Regions from separate parts of the Oryctolagus cuniculus genome. Here region 1 is linked to region 2. A link is a contact called in public Micro-C data. All regions are on one chromosome and are shown on one strand. The core of a region is the stretch at or near the end of the contact, and the rest is flanking DNA. Distances in the headings are between cores, read along the strand shown.

Region 1 (6,585 bases), core at 2,178-4,677, 390 kb after region 2:
CAGGGCCAGAGCTAAAGATTTCATGCACGTCAGGACCGGGTGTTCCCTACCCCCCAATCTGTGATATCTGCCATGTATCAGGCACTAATAGGTGCCACAGGTGCCACACGCTACCATTTATTGGGGGCAGGGTGAGGGGATAAACCGAAAGTCTAAAAGACAGTAATAGCAATAATAGTCTGACAAATGCTATTACAAAAGGGATCACAAATTACAATGAATTGTGTTTATCCTAATCTTTTTCTCCTCTAGAGTCCTTCTTCAGTTCCTGTGGTAGTTTACATAAATTAAGTGAAGAGCCACTGATTCCTCCCCCTCTTCCTCCTCGAAAAAAGGTTGATCACGATGTGTCAAATTCCAAGGTAATCACCAGGACATTGATTTACCTCTATTTACTCAAAGTTGTGGATCTTCTAAATAGTGCTCTTTCTTATACGGAGTCTGCCAGTTATATTTTGGCTATCCTTTATGTTTTTTCAACATTTATGTTGTTATGTTTGGAAAATATTTAGTTGTTCAATCCTCAGGAAAAAAATAAGAGAGTGGGTAAATGACAGATACTGAGTACATTTTATTTCTGGTACAGACGGAAAGAACTTTAGTATTTAAAGAATTCCTCAAATTTGAATTGGTGCTTCTCAAACTTAAGTGTGCATTAGTCACCTGGAAGGCTTGTTAAAACCAGATTGTTGGCCGGCGCCGCGGCTCACTAGGCTAATCCTCCGCCTTGCGGCGCCGGCACACTGGGTTCTAGTCCCGGTCGGGGCGCCGGATTCTGTCCCGGTTGCCCCTCTTCCAGGCCAGCTCTCTGCTGTGGCCAGGGAGTACAGTGGAGGATGGCCCAAGTGCTTGGGCCCTGCACCCCATGGGAGACCAGGAGAAGCACCCGGCTCCTGCCATCGGATCAGCGCAGTGCGCCGGCCGCAGTGCACCGGCCGTGGTGGCCATTGGAGGGTGAACCAACGGCAAAAGAAGACCTTTTTCTCTGTCTCTCTCTCTCTCACTGTCTACTCTGCCTGTCAAACAACAACAACAACAAACCAGATTGTTGAGCCCCACCACCAGAATTTCTGATTCAGTGGGTTTGGGGTAGAGCCCAAGAATTTACTTTTCTGGTAAGTTCCCTACTGGTACTGTTGGTTCAGGCCCTGGATCACACTTTCAGATCTACTGCTCTGAGCCTCACTGGGCAAGTAGAAGTAGATGCCTGGTAAGCAGAAACTGGATGTTAAGACTCCGACATTACGTCCTTTCCTGTCTATAAAACTGTGTGTTATTTTCACTTACTTATCACTGTAATTCAAATAAATAAACTTCTACAATGTAAGACCAGCAAAATAACCTGAGGATTTATGTTCTGTTATCCATTTATTTATTTATATTTTTAAAAATTATTTGGATTTTAACAGATTCAAATATAGTTCATAGATACAGCTTGTATAATGATATTCTCTTCTTCCTTTCATGTTTCTTCCTCCCACTCTCCCTCCCTCTCCTTTTCTAAGTTTTCAATTTAAATATCTCATATAAAAATATTAAATTGAACCCTGAATTCATCTGGGAGGAATTTACTCATAAATATGATAATTAAATCAGATTGATCCATTCTGAGCCTCTGGATTTAACTTGATACAGCATCCTTTAAATTTTTATTACAAAATTTTCAGGAGAACAGAAAAGTAGCTTACTTACTTTATTTTTTCTTGAGGGGAATATGAAATCTGATGATGACCCTCCTGCTATTCCACCGAGACAGCCTCCTCCTCCAAAGGTAAAACCCAGAGTTCCTGTTCCTGCTAGTGCATTTGATGGACCTCTGCACAGCCCACCTCCACCACCGCCAAGAGATCCTCTTCCTGATACCCCTCCACCGGTTCCCCTTCGGCCTCCAGAACACTTTATCAACTGTCCATTTAATCTTCAGCCTCCTCCACTGGGACATCTTCACCGAGATCCAGAGTGGTTCAGAGACGTTAATACATGTCCGAATTCACCAAGCACTCCTCCTAGCACTCCCTCTCCAAGGGTACCGCGTCGATGCTATGTTCTTAGTTCTAGTCACAATAATCTTGTTCATCCTCCAGCTCCACCTGTCCCTCCAAGGCAGAATTCAAGCCCTCACCTACCAAAACTGCCACCAAAGACTTACAAACGGGAACTTTCGCACCCTCCGTTGTATGGACTGTCTTTGTTAGAAAATGCAGAAACTCCTCAATGACCTTAGCCATATGTAGTCATTGACACTGGAATAGTATTTGTAAAGTTTTTTTTTAATTTATTCAAAAAAGGCATAGTATTTTAGTACTATTTTGTAATGCTTTTACAAAAATGCTACTGATCAAATAAGCTTTTAAGAATTGGAAAAATAAAAATTCAAAAGTCGTGCACCATTTTCCTCAGGTGGTCAGTAGCATTGCCTTGTCTTGGATCCTCAGTGCTGCCAAAAGGCCAGTATAATGAATTTATAATTGCACTGTAGACTCTGCTAAAATATGATTTAAAGTGACATTGATTGCACTGAAAAGGGATAGTGCTTTTGTGGAATTTTTCAAATTTGAGTAATAGCTGCCTTTTTAAGGCAATGAATTTACATAAACATGGAAGCTAATGGTGTTACTGATTTTTAAACCTCTTTGACCATCTTCTAGTTTTTACTTCTAGTTTTTACATCTAGGAGAATTGTGAATAACACCCACAGTTCTTAAACTGTTTAATGCCATGTCTTAAATGCCAGTATTTGCTGCTGAAGACAAAAATGAAAAGTAGGATGAAAATAATAGAATGCACTGTTTATTATTTTGTCAGATGTAAGCAAGGACTACATAACCCGATCATAGAGGAGAAAGGGCATGTATCTCACTCAGATGTGCCTTTGTTTTTGGCAGACTACGGTGTCTTTAGCTCATCAGTTGCCTATTGTTTTGGAAAACAAATATGCCATCAATGTACAGTTTTGTTTATATTGTATATTTAAAGATAATGCTAATAACCTATATAAATTTCAGTGACTTGAGGACTATAATACAATCTGCTACTTTACTAATGCGTAAATTCAGAGGAGAAACTTCTTATGGCATAGGAACCAACCGCCTTGCCTTCAAAACCTAGTAACCGTCTCTGTAAATCTCCTGTTAACTGAAATGTTTTAAAAAAATTTTTTAGATTGGTAATATTTAAACCAGCAAATACTTAAAGCTTTATTAAACTTTTTAATCAGAGGAGTGACACTTTTTTTTTTTTTGGTATTTGTACACCCTCATTGGAAGTGATGAAAAGCATATTGCGGACAGTGCTGTAGCAGCAATTGTAAAGTAGCCCAAAGCCACGTTGTTTATTTACTGGTCTGTGGCCTTTTACTGTGCTTTGTATCAGAGTTCTTAACAAGATTAATAAATCACCCAGTCTTAATTTTTAAAAGGCTTTTAAAATACGTGTTTTTATTATAAGAAACCAAGGAGAGATTGAATCCTGTAGATTCATACACACGTTATTTTGTTTTGTGCAACACATCACATAATCCCAAAGAATTTAACTGACGTAAACTCTAGAGGAATAACTGCCTTCACTGTTAAGCCCAAACGACAAGCTTCAGCAACGTTTGTACGCATTCCTGTGAAAACCGGGAGCCAGCAGGCGAGGAGACTCGGGATCACAGCCGTCTTTGGTTGGATCTTGGAAGTTGCCTGAACTTAAGGCGGTGACCACCGTGCGAATCCGTCTCCATCCATACAGAAACAATGTGAAGTTTCCTTTGTTTTATTACAGGCGGGTTATCGCACTCGGTTTTTCTGGAAAAGAGATTTCTGCTGACTAGGGGTTGGGGAGGCGGGGCATAGCGCTCGGTCCCGCCCACGTAACGGTGCCCCCGCGGCTTTGGGAACTCGCGCACGCGCCGTGGCACCATGCGGCCAGCTCCGCCACTCAGGGCGGGGCCGCGGGGCGTGCGCGTGGGTGTGACGTCACTGCATGCGCCGCATCCTGTGGTTTGGCTGCGATGGCGGCAACTGCGGAGACGTCGGAGGAGGACCCACTACGGAGCTTTGTGCGAGTTTTGGAGAAGCGGGATGGCACGGTGCTACGCCTGCAGCAGTATAGCTCCGGTGGCGTGGGTTGCGTTGTCTGGGACGCAGCTATTGTCCTTTCTAAATACCTGGAAACACCCGGGTTTTCTGGCGACGGGACGCACCTGCTGAGCCGGCGGTCGGTCCTGGAACTGGGCTCAGGCACCGGAGCCGTGGGACTCATGGCCGCCACCCTAGGGTAAGCGCTGGCGGCGGGGTGCAGCCCGGTGCCCACTGCGCAGCCTGTGCCTAGTCCTCATCGACGTTGTTTTGTAGGGCACATGTTGTAGTCACCGATCTTGAGGAACTGCAGGACCTGCTGAAGATGAATATTGACATGAACAAGCATCTTGTCACTGGTTCTGTTCAAGCCAAGGTACTGAAATGGTTTGTATGGCCTTTCAGCTTGTTTTAAGATAGCGATCTGTAGCCTGCCTTTAAATTGCTTTTCACCGAAAGGGTGGTTAATACGAAGGGGAGTTTCCAGTTCTTTTATTATAAGACAAGAGTATGGTACATGATTCAAGCAACAATTAAAATATTTGTTTGACGTTTTTAAGGGGGGAAGAAATAGAAGACTTTCCTTCGCCACCAGACTACATACTGATGGCCGACTGCATATACTATGAAGAGGTAAGCATTCAGTGAGCGAAGTCTCCTCCTTGAGATGAGCTGTATTTCGTGGATTCTAAAGCACACGTTTCTTCACATTTTAGCGTCTCTGAGTTCAGACTGTGTTATAGTGGATGATGCAGTGAAGAGATGATAGAAGTCACCAGGGACGCATGATACACCCCCCGTGATTAAAATAAGGGCCCGTGAAGCATGTTGAGAAAGGTGTAAAATCGCTTTTGTAAACTTTTTGAAGAATTTTGCCATTTGTGAAATGAAAAGCTGAGGTCATCTTATTTTTTCCTTAGCTGAACATGTTAAAAATGACATTGAGAATTAAGTTGCATTCCAAAGGACTCCTTGTGGCAAGATTTATTAGATGCATGGAAAGGTTTTTCTGTAAATGTCAGTCTGTACACTGTTATGGGCATCACTCGTCATCAGAATAATGTCAGGGTTAGACTTCTGAAAGGTTAATTGTCGGTTGCTAAATCCTAAATTAGATTAAGTAAAATGAAAATTTGAAAGATTGAAACCCATTTATTTTCTCATGGAATCTTTAAAATACAGTTATTAGAGTGCTTTTTCTGGAAACTAAATTCGATAAAATGGAGTTGATTAGTTAAGAGTTGTTTTCCAATCATTTGTGGAGCTTGAATTACATCTGCTTTGTTGGATAGATTTAAAGATGAGTAATTGATTATAATAATTATAATTATCCCTCCACTCCCCATGTTCCTTTTATAGTAGAAAATATTTGTCATAAAAATATGTATTCCTTTTTCAATAGTCTTTGGAGCCATTGCTGAAAACCCTAAAAGATCTCAGTGGATATGAGACTTGTATTATATGTTGTTATGAACAACGAACAATGGGGAAAAATCCAGAAATCGAGAAAAAATACTTTGAGGTAAGAAAATCTCTCTTTGTAGTGATTATCTTCCAGAGAGGTTTTATATAACTGAGTTCAAGTATCTTATGGCAGTTTGGGGTGGTAAACATTGTGCTGGTGTGACCCCAAGGAGAAATCTGCACAACCCATGATTTTTCTAAGCCCTCTCCCCTCTTTTTCATCTTGCATGACACTTTATCTTTTTTTCTCATTGGTTGATACACTATCTAATAGAACAATATAAAATAATAATGGTGACCCTCTTTTGTGAGAAAGTTGTTAATTTTTATTCAACATGATGTTTGTTTTTGAGAAACATCAATGATGGGTATTTCACTTTTGGAGAATACCTGATGGAAATGTACAGGTGATAAATTTTTGCTTCTGTTTTTCAGTCACATTTTTATGAAACTTTAACCTAGATACCTACCTATTTACAACTTTTTTTTTTTTTTTTTGAGATAGATAGACCCACAGGAGGTTGCACAAATAGTACATAGTCTTATGTAAGTTCAATCCTTTTTCCCCTGGTGGTACCCATACCCACTTTATATGGGCAAACATCCATTCCATTACAGGTGACTGATTTTGTAGGAACAGCTAGGTGCAGTTTTGTCTACTGAAAGGACTACTGTTCTTTAATGAGAAAGCAAGTATATGGCTGTGCTAAAATTTTTTGTTTTATTTTTATTTTGAGAGACAAAGAAAGAAAGACTCCCATTGGCTGGCTTACTCCTCAAATCCCTCAGCTCAATCTGGTCTCTAACGTGGGTGGTAGGAACTCAATTCCTTGAGTCATTACCACTGCCTACCATGGTCTGCATTACCAGGAAGCTGGAATTGGGAACTGGAGCTAAGAATCAAACCCAGGCACTCTGATGTCGGATGTAGATGTTTTAGCCACCAGGCTAACTGCCTGCCCCACTAAAATGTTTTTTAAAAATTTCTGTTTTTTTTTTTTTTGAATATGCAAAATGATAGTGACCTTTTAAAACTAGAATTTTTTTTTTTTTTTTTTGG
Region 2 (5,832 bases), core at 425-2,924:
AACATGCTTAAAGGATTGTCAGATGGGTATTCACCTTGTCTCAAACTGAGCATTCAGAGTTTCTCCTTCTATTTTTTCCGCAGCCTTAACATCAGGAAACGATGTGCCTCTCTTGATCAGCGGGCTCATCTGATCTCAAAACAGTACAAAAATTCTCTGCTGCAGCCAATTTGTTGCCTTGCTCAGATGTCCTATCTTCCCTCTTTTTAACTTCAGAGCAGTTTCTTCACTTACTTTTTGTCCTACGGTTTAAATTTTCTGTGTGCTGCCTCAGATTCTCTGTGGACTAATACAGGTCTAAGAAAGAAGAAACGAATTTCTTACTAGAGAAAGAATCAACGTATCAGGCCAGATTTTCTTTTAAAAAAGAAGTCAATGACAGTAAACAAGTACTAAGACACCAACAGAACATTTGAAGAGATTTTTGAGTCATCGAAGTCAGAATATGTGCCCACCAAAACGAGTGCCAAGAAGCTCTGAAAGAAAGAACTGTTCTTCAACGATTTTTTCAATGCAGCAAACACACGGGCTTTGTCCATGGAGCATGTTATGTCTGGGCTTACTTATGTGCCCTAAATAACTGCCTTTGTGTGCAAAGCCCAAGAAAATCCATGTATCCCCTGTCCTGTAGAAGCCTTGATTTACTTTCTACATCATACAACTGGTTTCAACGACCAACAATCAGGCACCTACTTCCCAGGAACAGGGTTGAGGTGGGTGCTAAACGCCACGTGCCAACATCTGCAATTACTCTTTGGCGATTTTCCGGTCACTAAGAGCGCTGCCTGTTATCTGGCTCTTCTGTTATAAACCTCTGCTGGGTTCACGGAATAACTTCTGCAGCATACAGAAAGCTGGCAACTGAATCTCTATCTCCCAAGCCAGACTGGAACCGAAACTGCAAAAAACAACTTGTGAGAAAACACCGGCCCAATGACGTCCCTGGCTGCCTATTCCATGTTCTGCGCGCTGCCAAGTAGTTTTAACCTCTCACAGTTGATAACCCTCTTCACGACGTTGCGAAGTGCTGTACCAACACTTTCTAGGGTGTCAGATGGAAAACACCTTATCCTCTTCAAAACTGCAGATGTTGCCAAACACCAACTCCTGTCCCAGATGGCATCCAAGCGGGAGAACCAGAACCAGGCTCTGTGGACCCTGACTTGGTCGGAGCCCTCTCCCCCACCCCCCTGCAGAACTCCTGCAGCCACGAGATATGCGACAACCCAGGGCTGTGCCCAAAAGGGTGACGGGGGCCGGGCGCAGCCTCCTGGGGCGGCAGGCTTTTAGCAACGGCTCAGAAAAGCTCAGCACCAGACAGGTTGTGCAGGTGTGCGGTGCAACCTCAAACTGGCACCACTGGGAATGCTTTGCAAAACAGGAAGGTGCAGTAGGGCGTGCCGCGGCTCGGCTAACTCGGCCCTCCCCGGCGCCCCACCGCCAGGTTACCCCTGGCCCGGTGCCCTCAACGTACCTTTTCCGGGTTGAACGTGGAGGGCTGCCTGCCCCCTCTCTCTCGTGCCCACCCTTCTCCCTGCACCCGTCACCGCCCAGGTTTACCTGACGATTCTGGGGACGGTTTAACGGAGGCCCGTCGGCCCCCGAGTGCCGTGCTGTGCGGGTCTCCGGCGGCAGGAGCGAGCGAGCTAGGCCCTGGAAGGACGCGCCGGGCTAGGGGGGCGCGGCGGCGCGGCCGGGAGGGTGTCGTGTCCTCCGCCGGCCTCAGGGCGGCACTCTGGTCCCGCGGCCGGCGCGCTCGGGCGGGCCGCTGGGCGCCGACCCACGCTGGCCGGGAACGTGTCTCCCGGTGACGCAGCCCCGGGTGGGGAACGTGGTGCGGCGGCGGCGGCGGCGGCGACTGTACGCGCCTCGGCCGCCTCCGAGAGGGCGCGCGGTGCGGGCGAGCGGGCGGGCGGGCGAGCGGGCGGGCGGGCGGCGACGGCTGCGGCGAGAGACCCGGAGCGGCCGCCGGGGCCGGGGAGCAGGACGCGGGCGCCGTTGAGGGAGTGGGCACCCCGGCTCGGCGCTCAACAAAGAGTGGGGCCGCCCCCCTCAGGTACCCAGCCGGCCCCGGGCTCCGGCGGGCGGGGGAGGCCGGGCCGGGCAGTTCGCCGGCGGCCGGGGAGTGGGGGAAGGGCTGTGGCCCGAACGGGGCCGCGAGGCGCCGGGAGCCCTTCCAGGCTCGCTTCCTCAGGGCCCCGGGCGGGACGGAAGGAAAGGGGCTGGACCACGGGGGCGCGGGGCCGCGTGGGGGTCGCAGCCGGCGACGCTGACCCGCCTTCGCGCGTCCCTCGTGCAGGCGGAGCTGCGGGCGGAGGCTCCATGTTGGGAAGCGGCGGCGCTCGCCCTCGTTAGCGGGAATCGGGGCGCGCCGCGGGCAGAGCCGGCGGGAGCCGGGCCCGGAGCGAAGATGGAGGCCCCGCTGCGGCCTGCCGCGGACATCCTGAGGCGAAACCCGCAGCAGGACTACGAGCTCGTCCAGAGAGTCGGCAGCGGCACGTACGGGGACGTCTATAAGGTGAGGCAGGCCGGGCCGCGGCCGCCGGGCTCCGGCCGCTTTCCGGCCGGGGGGAGGATGCTCTTATTGTTGCATCTTGGAGAGGAAGCGGCCAGGGTCCCTCTCCCTGCGTTCGGAGCACCCTCGAATCCCTTGCTGGTTCTCGGCGCCGCCAGCAAGCAGAGCTAACCACATCGTCGCAAACCACTCTTAACCTTTTTTGTGGTGTAAAGACTTTCAAAAGTTTATTTCTGGTTTTGAAGCGACTTTGAATCAGCTATGGAGTTGTCCGGTAGAATATTCTAGTGTCAGTGTGGAAAACCTGGAAGACAGTAGCAGAGAATATTGACGTTCAGGCATTACAAAAAAAAAATTAATGGATGAGCTTGGCCAATATAAGTTTTTTTGTTGTTGTTGTTGTTAATGGTCCTGTGAAACCTGTTTCTTAATTCTAGCTGTAAGCAGTCAAGTGTTGGGTGAAAATGATGTGTTTACAAACATTACTCCATGCAGAAAAGATAAGCTTTCCTGGCATAAGTTTGATGGTTTGTGTCTGGTTGGTGATTCAAAACCTACCATTAACTTGCTGGGTTTTTTCCTGCATTAGCACTTTCTCTGTTTGGGGTTTATAACATCCCATAACCACAAGTGGATAAGATCTACAGGTTGTGTTTGTGTGTGTGTCTGTGTTCACGCGTGTGCGTGCACTCTCCAGCCAGTGCGCTTTCTGTTAATTTAAAACAAATGATGAGAACGAATTCCTCTTAATTTAGGATTTAAAAAACGTGGTAGAAAAGCAAACCAGTTGCCCAAGTACACTATGTTCCTGAAGAATCCAGAGGAAAGAGATTGTTGGAGATTGCCTTAGGCTTTTTGTTCTCTGTTCCAAAAAGGAAGCATTAATGTAACTCATGAGTATTAAGGGAAGTTCCTCTACTTTTTGCAACAGCTTCTTGGTTTATTGGATTTGGTCATAGTTTAAGAGTATGTACACCATTCTTTCAAACCACAGGCCTGCACATAGTTGAAATGACTGTATCGTGTGGGTAATTAACTGGTAGATGCCTCTGGGGGGGGGGTCGCTTGTTTTGCACAGGTGGCAATAAGACAGGAAACATCCCCTTTTCCTATTTACTTGCTTTTGTTTAATTTCCTCTTTGTTAATAGTAACGATTCAAGGTGGTTATGATAGCTCTGGCACTGTTTAATTCTCTGAGATGAACTGCAGTGGAAGATTTTTTAATGTGAACAATGGGCATTTGAGTTATCTGTGCTAAGCACCCTTCCACTTGCTAAGTTGCTGATTTGTCTGCAGAGTCCCAGCTCTCTCCCTGTGAACACCTTTGAATGCAAAATGGGTAGCCAACAGAATTCTCTTTCTATGTAAAACTAGATCTGATTAAATTCCTAGTTTATCCATGTGTTACTCAGCTTGTGGAATGTTCCTTTAAAAACTGAAATTCCTGTTTGCCTTCTCAGTCCCATTTTTTAGTCATCTTTGTCTTATGTTTCGACATGCATTAGACTGGCTTAGATTATGTTATACAGCAGTCTCAATTCCAGTAATGGTTTTCTCCCTACTACTAGAAAATTTAAGGACTCTTTTTCCCTGCAGAGATCAAGACCACCACCTTTTTTCTTTATAGATAGAGCAACTAAAGCAATTTATCTGGAACAGAGTTTTATTCTTACCAGGGAAAGCACAGGTTGTATTGAAGAGGCAGTTAATGCCTGCCTCTTATCCTGATGCTTCCCTGCCCTCTGTCTCTCTGTGGGGCTCCTGAACAGTCAGAGACTTAATTTGTTACACCCCACCTTCACAACATCACCCCAACATATATATAGTCCCCTACCCTCACATTTGTGCTCTCACTTAGAGTATACTTACTGCATTCTAGGCCAGTCTTGGATTTGTAAATATCCTTAAGACAACCGTGTCTCCTCGTCCTTTGCTTTCTTTTGTTCTAGTTACCCAGAATCAGTCCCTCCCATTTCGACCTGTTGCGGTCCTGCCTGTCCATGAAAGCCTTACCTGAAGGGCCTTCCCTCCACCTCTCCCTTCTCTGCTCCTCCCTGCCCTCATTCTGCTCTAACCCACTGGCCTGCTTGCTTTTCCTTAAATACAATAAGCAGCTTCCCATCTTGGGGCCTTTGTTCCTGATATTTCCTCTATTGAAAAAGTGTCTTCCCTTGGGGCTGGTGCTGTGGCATACCAGGTAAAGCAGCCGCCTGCAGTGCCGGCATCCCATGTGGGCGCCAGTTCGAGTCCTGGCTGCTCCACTTCCGATCCTGCTCCCTGCTACGGCTTGGGAAAGCAGTGAGGATGGCCCAAGTCTTTGGGCCCTTGCACCCTTGTAGGAGACCTGGAAGAAGCTCCTGGCTTTGGATTGGTGCAGCTCCAGCCGTTGTAGCCTTCTGGGGGAGTGAACCAGCAGATGGAAGACCTCTCTATGCCTCTGCCTCTGCATCTCTGTAATTCTGCTTTTCAAATAAGTGAATAAAACTTAAAAAAAAAAAAAGAAAAGAAAAGAAAAAGTGTCTTCCCAGACAACTACACGGCTCACTCCTTTCCTTCTTATTTTGCATCCTCTTCATTTTTTCTTACTCATTTTTTCTTTGTAGTTATCATCGTCTAACAATGTTTTACTCAATTTCTTCTTATTTATTTCAGTCCACTAAAATGCTTCGTGAGGGCAGGCATTTTTTATCTGTTTTGTTCACAGGTCTCTGATAGTACCTAGAATTATAGCAGGCACAGAGTAAGTGCTTTCTCAAAATTTGATGAATGAATGAATAATTATCAGTGATTATGTCAGCTAATTCTCTGAGCCTTTGCTTTAGATATCACAACACTAAGTTAGCACTTGAAATTTAAGAGGAGGTTCCTATCTGCTGGTTCACTTCCTGAATGCCCACAATGGCAGGGCCTAGGCCAGCCACAGCCAGGAGCCAAGAATCCGATCCAGATCTCCCAGTATGGGTGGCAGGAATCCAATTACTTGAGCCATCACCACTGCTTCCCAGGACCCACATGAGTAGAAAACTGGAGTCAGGAACTGGAGCCAGAGCCAAGTATGGAACCCAGGTTCTTTGTTGTGGGAAGCAGATGTCTTAACTGGCATCCTAAGCATTAATCCAAATAACTGCCTCTAAGTTAGCATTTAATACTATGTATGTTCCAGCAGTGCCTTTTTTGATTCCTGCATGTGTATTTTTATTACAAGTTTCAATTATTTGAGTCTCTGGGAAAATATTTCTGAAAAAGTGTTTCATAGCCTATTATCAGTGTTCTTAGACTTAGGGCATTTTGTCAGTTTAAACCTCTTAATTTGCCG

What was found. Hi-C and Micro-C count contacts between places; a contact is called where the count stands out from the background.
Region 1: a contact with region 2 is called in a Micro-C map of ear pinna, with 14 times the contacts expected there. The contact joins the promoter of VCPKMT here to the promoter of ATL1 in region 2. A contact is called at or near these places in 2 of 6 Hi-C or Micro-C datasets (ear pinna and an unstated tissue).

The regions. Positions count from the first base shown.
Region 1 is chr12:25,996,877-26,003,461 of mOryCun1.1, forward strand. VCPKMT (valosin containing protein lysine methyltransferase) reads left to right here and starts at 3,428. Exons shown (of 6, transcript XM_051822818.2): 1 at 3,428-4,260; 2 at 4,338-4,448; 3 at 4,622-4,694; 4 at 5,464-5,583. The coding sequence starts at 3,995. It overlaps SOS2 (SOS Ras/Rho guanine nucleotide exchange factor 2), which reads left to right. Exons shown (of 23, transcript XM_002718299.5): 22 at 253-362; 23 at 1,709-3,417. The coding sequence ends at 2,218.
Region 2 is chr12:25,609,743-25,615,574 of mOryCun1.1, forward strand. ATL1 (atlastin GTPase 1) reads right to left here and starts at 1,675. Exons shown (of 15, transcript XM_017348282.3): 1 at 1,561-1,675. MAP4K5 (mitogen-activated protein kinase kinase kinase kinase 5) reads left to right here and starts at 1,917. Exons shown (of 32, transcript XM_051822833.2): 1 at 1,917-2,056; 2 at 2,300-2,518. The coding sequence starts at 2,411.